2 separate regions of the Mus musculus genome follow, and region 2 is linked to region 1. A link is a contact called in public promoter capture Hi-C data. All regions are on one chromosome and are shown on one strand. The core of a region is the stretch at or near the end of the contact, and the rest is flanking DNA. Distances in the headings are between cores, read along the strand shown. Region 1 overlaps Scn8a (sodium channel, voltage-gated, type VIII, alpha). Region 2 overlaps Acvrl1 (activin A receptor, type II-like 1).

The links. Capture Hi-C pulls out chosen DNA fragments and counts their contacts.
Region 2: a promoter capture Hi-C map of pancreatic islet shows a contact between it and region 1. The contact joins two enhancer-like sites. A contact is called at or near these places in 1 of 39 promoter capture datasets (the C10 cell line), 2 of 484 Hi-C or Micro-C datasets (the HPC-7 cell line and the N1E-115 cell line) and 3 of 9 other capture datasets (adipose tissue, liver and pancreatic islet).

What each region holds. Positions count from the first base shown.
Region 1 is chr15:101,004,776-101,009,231 of GRCm38.p6, forward strand. It overlaps Scn8a (sodium channel, voltage-gated, type VIII, alpha), which reads left to right. Exons shown (of 26, transcript NM_011323.3): 13 at 3,278-3,516. Among named protein-coding and RNA genes, the nearest start is that of Fignl2, 47 kb to the right of the region's middle. Within about 2 kb of position 2,101, at least 119 of the 459 cell types and tissues checked have an H3K27ac peak or open chromatin away from gene starts, as enhancers often do. A contact at or near this core is called in the N1E-115 cell line and pancreatic islet, where this site is marked.
Region 2 is chr15:101,138,861-101,143,316 of GRCm38.p6, forward strand. It overlaps Acvrl1 (activin A receptor, type II-like 1), which reads left to right. Exons shown (of 11, transcript NM_001277257.1): 10 at 2,207-2,337. Among named protein-coding and RNA genes, the nearest start is that of Acvrl1, 13 kb to the left of the region's middle. Within about 2 kb of position 2,556, at least 125 of the 459 cell types and tissues checked have an H3K27ac peak or open chromatin away from gene starts, as enhancers often do. A contact at or near this core is called in the N1E-115 cell line and pancreatic islet, where this site is marked.

The DNA.
Region 1 (4,456 bases), core at 851-3,350:
TGTCAGCACTGGGTCGGATGTAGGCCTGCGAGTGCAGCCTCACTGTTCCTCAGAGCAGTGAAGAACACTGAGGAAGAGAGCTTGGAGGAGGCAGTGCTTTTAGTGCTGCAGTGTGACAGTTCTGATTCCCTGGGGAGGAATGGTCATGGCCATTGCTGCCCCTCGAGCAGCCATCTAGTCCCTGCTGCTGAAAACTGCCCAGGCAGTGGGCACTCTTTCCTGCGCAGCCAAAAACTGCTGGAAGTTTTTGAGTTGAGGAAAACTCTTGCCATAAACCTTTTGGTCCCTCAAAGTCACTGTCGTGGTGGACTGAGGGTGCACGTTGGAAACAGTCTCCAGTATTCCTGGGACTGACTCATAGGGCAACCCTTCAAAAATGCCCAGAAGAAAGGCAGGAGAAAGACCACAAACTCCAGACACTCACCCCCTTATCTCAGCTCATTCCTGGAACACTTTGCCACGGAGGCCTGTGGGGCTGGCCGGTAACAGCAGAGAACCCGTAAAAACATCAGATACAATGTATATCTGCTGTTCCTGTCACTAGGGAATCTGAGGCGGGAAGATCCAATGTACCCATGAGATAACATAATGAGATCCCCATCTCCAAAAAAACTGATACAAAGAAACTAACAAGCCTTCATTGAGCCAAGGATCCATGAAACCAAGTATCCACTGAGACAAGGACCCACTGAGACAAGGACCTTCACCTCCCACCCTCACTGTGCTCTCTATGGCACTGACCCACTGGGGCTTTCCTCAGCTCACCGATGTAGCTAGGGACCGGAAACAGCCTGTAGGGATCCTCTAGGTGGCCCAAAGGTAGAGAACCCCTTTACTGTCTGCTAAGACATGGAGACAAGTGCAGCGTACGTAAGGTGCGGCAGTCATGTCATCTCTCAGATGTGAACAGTCAGGGCTTCACCTTCCCCAGCAGAACCACTAAGCTGCAGACATTGCGAGAAGGGAGGAGATAAAAAAGGAACGGAACCGAATTTCCAAATATGCACTGTAAGAATTTATGGAAATCAGAGAACCTTTTCGTTTTTCTTTTTCAGGGATGAAAACTAAATTTACCTTGGGAAAGGGGGGAGTTCTGCGGGAAGGAGGCTGAGGCAAATTCTCTTCACAGACTTCTTTTCCCACGCAGACTCCCACGTGGCTCTCACTGGGGCCCTTCAGTCTGAAAACCAAGGCAACCATTTTCTTAGCAACCAGGGAGCCAGTCTGATACCCAACCAAACCACCCCTCCCTAAAATAAAGTCATTGCCATGGGCCACACCAGCTGGCTGGAGAAGGGGAAGCAAGCCGGTTGACACCCCCTTCTAGAGGAAGCATTGGAAATTTTTGTGTATTTTGTTTTTATTTGTTTGCTTACTTGATTGATGGTGGGGTTTGCTTTTATAGAAATCAGGGCTTATTATGCAATCCAAACTAGTGCAGTCATTTAGCCCAGGCTGGCCTCAAATTAATAATTAGTCTCCTGTATGTTCGGTTTATAGGCGTGCCCAGCTTTGGGGAGGATTTCATTTTTATTTTATTGGTGTCACTGGGGTTGAAGTCCTGTGAACCTGTGATATATATCTCTCTCTCTCTCTATATATATATATATAGAGAGAGAGAGAGAGAGAGTTTATCATAGGGAGGGGAGTTAAGAGGGTAATAAAGGCAAATAAAGGCAGAGAGAGAGTAGAGAAGTAGAAGAATAGAGGCTGGCCATGAGCATGGGGGGGGGGGGGGCGGGGAATGGGGAAGGAGCAAGGGGACAGAGAGGGAGCAAGAAGCCAAGAGACCAAGAGAAGGAACAAGAGAGCAAGTTCAGGTTCTTGAAGAACATCTTCACTAGATGAGGAACTGTTTCATTTCCTGTAACTTGAGGAGGGTCTTGCAGTCCGAGCGATCAACACACGGAGGTTGGAGTGGCCACAAGCTAAGCAGCTCTCTGCCTTAGCTATCTAATCATTCTTTTTATTTTGGCTTCCTACATAATCAGAGAGACCCTTTATTCAGTGTCTGTTCCGTGCTGAGAGTCCCACAGTTCTGGGGACGGACCTGCGTGGCTCTAGGGAGGGAGCCTGGGAAGGAGGGCGTGTCTTGGACCGGGCTGTAAGCTCCTCCCCTCACAGTCAGCCAGAGCAGTTCCCGGCTGACCTGTATGTAGGGGCCACGTGAGGCGGTTGAAAAGCTAGGTCTTTCTCTTAAGAGAGATAGGACTAAGACGAAGTAAAGGAAGAGAAACAGAAAGGAAGTATGGAGGGGTGGAGAGAGATGCTACAGGAAGAGAAGGAAGCACGAGAGTAGGAAAGGGGAGAGAGATGGAGGTAGGAAGAGAGAGAAAGGAGAGGATGCACCCTGGGTAGCTACCTCAGCTCTGGCTGCAGCCTCACTGAAGGTAGGACACTACCCTGTGCTCTGGAAGCAGCAGACATGTGCGTGGTGTCGGTCCATCCCTTTCCTGCTAATGGAGAGGGCATTTCTGCCAGACACACTGTCCACAGCTCCCACTTTCTGCTAAGGGCCGAGGCACCTGGTGGATATTTTAGCTTGTTTAATTCCATGTGTGTATGCGTATGCTTGTGTATGTATTAGTGTAGGTCTGTGCATGTGTGTGCAGATACACATCTGTGGTAAGGAGGCTAGGCTGGCTACCAGCAAGCTCCGAGGGATCTGCCCACAGACATGCACCGCTGTGCTCAGCTTTTATGTGGGTGGTGGGGATCTTAACTCGGGGCCCAGTGCTTGCACAGTAAGCATTTTACTGACTGAGCTGTCTCTCCCAGCACCCAGTTTGTTTCATTCTTACCGCTGCCCACCAAAAAGTGGCTTAACCTTCTTCATGGTCCTACAATTAATAGCGAGTATCTGGTCTGGTATTAGAGAGAAGGGACTTTCCCTTTTATCTTAACGTGAAGGAAACCTGAGAAGGGTCAGCGGACAAGCACCCTTTACTCACAGATTTAATAAAGACAACCACCTGTCCAGAGGAAGATACTCTGTATCCTGTTTTCTCTCTGTGCCAGTGGCTCTCACCCTTCCTTCCCTTTAATACAGTTCCTCATGTTGTGGTGACCCCCCCAACCATAAAATTATTTTTATTGTTACTTCGTAACGGTAATTTTGCTACTGTTATGAATCGTAATGTAAATGCCTGTGTTTTCCGCTGGTCTTAGGTGACCCCTGTAGGAGGATCGTTCACATCTCCCCCCAGGGAGTCACGACCCACAGGTTGAGAACCATTGCTCCATAGTGAGGGCTCTCTTTGTTCTTTGCTCTCTCCAGAGCTGGAAGAGTCTCAGAGAAAGTGCCCACCATGCTGGTATAAGTTTGCCAATACTTTCCTCATCTGGGAGTGTCACCCCTACTGGATAAAACTGAAGGAGATTGTGAACCTGATCGTCATGGACCCTTTCGTAGACTTAGCCATAACCATCTGCATTGTCCTGAACACACTATTTATGGCAATGGAGCACCATCCCATGACGCCACAATTCGAACATGTCCTGGCCGTAGGGAACCTGGTAAGACGGAGCAGGGTCTCTGAGAGAATGACTTGAATGTGGTTTCGCTGTGGGACTTTCCCTGGGGTGGGAAGCTGGAATTTAGTTAACAAGGAGGTGATGGTTAATTGGAGACGAGGGCATCCATATGCCCTGGTGCCCATGCTTCTGCCAGCAGCAGCGCACCTTCAGCTGCATCTTCTCTGCAGAACTCTGAAGTCGCCTCGTAGAGCTGTTGGCAGGAAGCCAGCTACAGTGGCAGAGTGGGAGAGAGGACAGTGGGTCGGTTCAGCACCCGCACCAGGATTTCCGAGTTGGTTTTGGAGAACCCCCTCATCTGTTTCTCGTGTTCATCCCCGTGCTGCTCAGAACCCCTCTTTCCCTGCCACCTTAGGTAACAGCCCCCTAAAAGAAGGGGTTCCCTGATACCCTGCCTGTACTGTGGGATCTTACCTCCCATATGCTGTTATTTATGAGGAACATTCGATTCCAAACTGCTTTCCCCTCCGATCCAACTTCTGGGCCATCTTCCAGTTTCTGCTATTAGCTGATCCCTGCCAAGTTTCTTGTAACGTTAAGTCATATATCTAATTATATTATTTACAAGATAAAAGTATGAAGTTTTAAAACATCAAGAAGTCATGACTTTGGGTTATGTATTCCTTCTATTTAGTATAAAGATGAGAAATTGTTGGTTTCTAATGGTTGGGACCCAGGCTTGAGCTCCAGTACCCGACGCTGGGTGCTTCAGCACACGTATGGTACCTACCACCAGCCTGTTGGCATCCCGACCACTGCCCTTCATATGGAAAGTCCTTCATACTTCCAAGACTGACAGCCTGCACAGGCCTCCCTACACACCTGCATGTGTGCCCTGCTTGACCATAAAGAATCGTTTGAGCCCGCCTGGACACATTGCTCATGCCCCCGCACCCCATAGGCTTTCTCTAGCGTGGAAACT
Region 2 (4,456 bases), core at 1,306-3,805, 130 kb after region 1:
ATTGTCTGGACTCAGTTTCAGGTTTTGTTATGACAGGGAGTACTCAGCCTCTGTGTGCCTGCTTCCTCATTTGTGAAATTAGAAGAAAAAAATAAGTATAGTTGTAGACTTGGTCCCAATAAAGTATTTAGAACAATATCTACAACCTGGTGTGATCTCAGTACTGCAAAAATTGTTCCAAGTTCAAGGCCAGCCTGGTCTATATAAACAGCGAGTTTCAGATCAGCCAGGACTACGCAGAGAAAAAAAGGCCAACAATGCCTAGAGCTAAGTATTAGTGATCATAATGAAAGAGTACCTACATAATATTATTCCATTTTCTAAAAGAAAAGACAGAGATGCAGGATCGTAGCTGACAGTCTTAAGTCAGGCCATCTGACTCTGGGCCAGTGCTCTCTGTTACTGTGGCGGCTTAATGTTGGCCCTGGCTTCTTTGTTCATGTGTAAGCTATCTAGTGTCTGTACTGCCTACTTATTGCAACCTTGTTATCACAGTGGATTGCCACAGGAGACCATAACTTGGAAAGGCTGGAGAAGCACCTGTCTGTGCAGCCCTGTGCTGGCCTGTGCAACTCCTATGCAGCCCTGTGCAGCCTTGTGCAGGTCTGTGCTAGCCTATGCAGCCCTGTGTAGCCCTGTGCTGGCCTGTGCAGCCCTGTGCTCGCCTGTGGCTGATGGCCTCTCAACCCTGGGATAGATGGAGGATCACAGGTTGACTGGCCAGCTAGCTGCTGCAATGTTACTCTTCCTGGGGCCTGTCTATAGCCAGGGTTGCTAGGAGTCCTGGAAGTTTGCAGACAATCCCTGGGGCATGACTAGAGCCCCACTCCTTGGGAACAGAGATGTTTTCATTTCCTGAGCATATACTAGGCCAGCCTTTTACAACTTCATTCCTCCTCAGTGGTCGGTCATCTGTAACAGCAGAGACCCAGGTGGCACCAGAGTCTCCCTGGGCAAATATTTACTGCTGGAGTCAGCTCTAAGTGGCTGGAGTTGGGGAAGGGGTAGGGTACCTGGATGGCACCAGAGAAGTAGGCTTAGTTATAGGCAGAAAAGGAAGGACTGAAGGATTTGCCTTGGGCTCCTGGGGTGGAGGGGAAGCTCTGTCAGCCTCACACAGACTCCTAGCGCATTATAAACACTGTAATCTGGTGTCAGCCCCGGCACTGATTAAAGGCTCATTAGACACGCTCGGGCCTCTGCAAATCGCTGATTAGGGCGCTGGCGGCACAGGGGCAGCCTGGAAGCCCGCCACGGGGAGAACAGCTGCTGAAGGGTTCACTAAGGTTGTGGCCTACACAGTCACAGCCGCAGCCTGGGGTTGGGAAGCAGGAAGAGACGTGGGGCTGCCTCTGACACCACAAGCACACCTTTCAGAAAAGGCTCAGGATAACTTGACATGGGGTGGGGACGCAGTTGGTTGTGGGATCTGCAGAGACGTGAGCCTTCCCTGATGGTAAACTCATCTTATTTGGACCAGGGAGTAAATCATTTGCTTCCAGGAGAGGTGTATTTCTGTCCTTTGTTGTCCCGATTATGAGCCTTATCTAGTCCTACCTACCAGAAATGCAGCCGAGAGAGCAGAATCATGCAATGTGGTGTTGGATTTCTGCCTTAAGTCCCAGCTCTGTCATTTGCTACTTGTTGATCGTTAAAGACAAACTTTCTGAGCTTTTGGGCCTACTGTTCATGACTTGAGGCTACAATGTTACAATCCCCACAGGCCACTGTGAGGCTTTCCCATTTAGCACTAAGGACCCCGACTGGCACATAGGAAGTGCTCTGTAACACAAGCTGTTAGTATAATCTGGCATCAGTCAGGGAGTAGTACCCAGGCCCAGGATGGAAGACAGCTGAACAAGATGGAAATAAAATCCAGCCTGGAAAGCCAAAAGATGGGTTTCAAGTCCTGACTCTGCCGTGACTGGTTAGGCAACATGAATCCCGTGCTTCATTTGTGACTCGGGTGGTACCACACAGAGATACCAGGAGGATGGACAGGAAAGCCTGGAATGTGCTTATCACGCACTGGGGAAGTGTGAAACACAGCAATAGTTCTGAGCTATACGTACAGTTGCTATGTTATAGGACAGGATCCCTCTCAGGAGCAATATAGTCAAGCAGCTAGCTCCAGGCAGTCATCCTCTGGGTGCTCTTTGGACTCCTTAAGTCCCAAGTGATTGTCCCACATCCCTTGAATCCCCAGGCATTGTGGAGGATTACAGGCCACCTTTCTATGACATGGTACCCAATGACCCCAGTTTTGAGGACATGAAAAAGGTGGTGTGCGTTGACCAGCAGACACCCACCATCCCTAACCGGCTGGCTGCAGATCCGGTAAGGTCTCTGCTTGGGCTTGTGCTGGGGCGGGGCTGGAGCGGGGCTGGGGCTGGGGCTGGGGCGGAGCTGGGCTGGGGCTGAGGCGGGGCTGGGGCTGGGGCTGAGGCTGGGGCGGGGCTGGGGCTGGGGCGGGGCTGGGGCTGGGGCGGAGCTGGGCTGGGGCTGAGGCAGGGCTGGGGCTGAGGCTGGGGCGGGGCTGGGGCTGGGGCGGAGCTGGGCTGGCATGGGTGGAGATTGATTCTCAGCTGGAATTTCTGAGTTCTTGGCTCTACAACCTCTGATTCTTGGGTAGATCGTGGGTTGTTCTGAGTATTCCCTGCCACACACCTGACTTGCGAATTCTTCATCCTTCTTGGACCGTCCTTCCAGTCTATATGATTTTAGAAACTTTCACCTCAGCTGCTTTCTTCTCTCCATTTGTTATTGTTGTTATTGTTGATGATGATTTGGATTTTTTTTTCTCAAGACATTCTACACTGAAAGAAATACATAAGCCGGGCGTGGTGGCACACACCTTTAATCCCAGCACTCGGGAGGCAGAGGCAGGTGGATTTCTGAGTTCGAGGCCAGCCTGGTCTACAAAATGAGTTCCAGGACAGCCAGGGCTATACAGAGAAACCCTGTCTCGAAAAATAAAAAATAAAAATAAATAAATACACACATATATGTGTGTATATGTATACACACACACATGCACACATACTCAGTCTCAGACATGTATACACAAGTAAGCAGACTCATGACACCAAGAAGACAAAACCTGTGAACCTGTGTTTTTAGCTCTTTTTTTGTTTTGTTTAGTTTGTTTTTGTTTTGGGGACAGGAGTCTTACTTACTATGGCAGTGCTGGCTGGCCTGGAACTTGCTATGTAGACCAGGCTGACTTCAAATTCAAGGAGATCCACCTATCTGCCTCTGCCTCCTGAGAACTAGGATTAAAGGTTTTCACACCTTGTCCAGCTCACTCCTTTTTTTTAAAAGAAATTATTTCTTCGCCAGGCATGTTGGTACACGCTTTTAATCCTAGCAATGGGAGGCAGAGGCAGGTGGATCTCTGAGTTCAAAGCCAGCCTGGTCTATAGAGTGAGTGCTAGGTCAGCCAGAGCTACACAGAGAAACCCTGCCTCAACACCCCAAACAAACAAAAGCAAGTAAACAAACAACAAATTATTTCTTCTTTCGATTTTATACAAACATAATGTATTTTTGACCATATGCCCCTCATTATGTCTCTCATCCTTTCCCCTCCCACTCAGCCCCTCCTTCTCCTGCTCAGCCCCTCCTTCTCCCGCTCAGCCCCTCCTTTTTTCTAAGAAGCACCTCCTTCTTCTCATTCTAATATTCCTACCAGCTACCTTGGTGCCCGGCCTACACTAAGACTCATATTTGTACTAAAAGATAATAAACGTATATGTGTATACGTAAGAGACCGCATAGCTACCTTCCAGCGCACAGATGTATACTCACTCTTAGGAACCAGAGGAGGCAGGCTGCCATGTTCAGGGGCCACTATGCTTCCCAGGATGGGCTCCTTCTGGGAAACAGGCACTTTTGGGGCAATGCCCGCCGTTGCCTCACTCTCAGTCATGGCTGGTGGAGGGGCAGGGAGTCGGTACTCTGTGCACTAGGTCTCAGGCTGCAAGAGGTGCAACACAGACTTGCAGGAAAACCCTTCACAGCGGATCCTGCCATGGGGGCGGGGTGGGGGACAGGTGCTCACCAGAGGCCGTGCACTGCGCGGCTCTCAAAGACCTCCACACCCTCCTATGCTCTCTCCTGCTTGTTTTGCCACCTTCTTCCACTTCTCCCTCCCTCATTCTCAGCTCCTCCCCTCCCCCTCCCTCTACCCCCCCCTTGGTTTTTCAAGACAGGATCTATCTCACCCTAGCTATCCTGTCTCTCACTCTAGTCCTGGCTGGCCTGGAACTCAAAGATCCTCCTGACTTTGCCTCTTAAGTGCTGGGATTAAAGGTGTGCACCACCACCTGGCTCCATTCTCTTCTCTTGCCTCCTGTCCAATACATGCTCTCCCTGTCCCTTCTCCTGCTATGTCTCCCGATCCTGAGCCATTTCCGGGCCTCCTTTCCATCTTCCTGACCCATGTACCTCTTTTTCC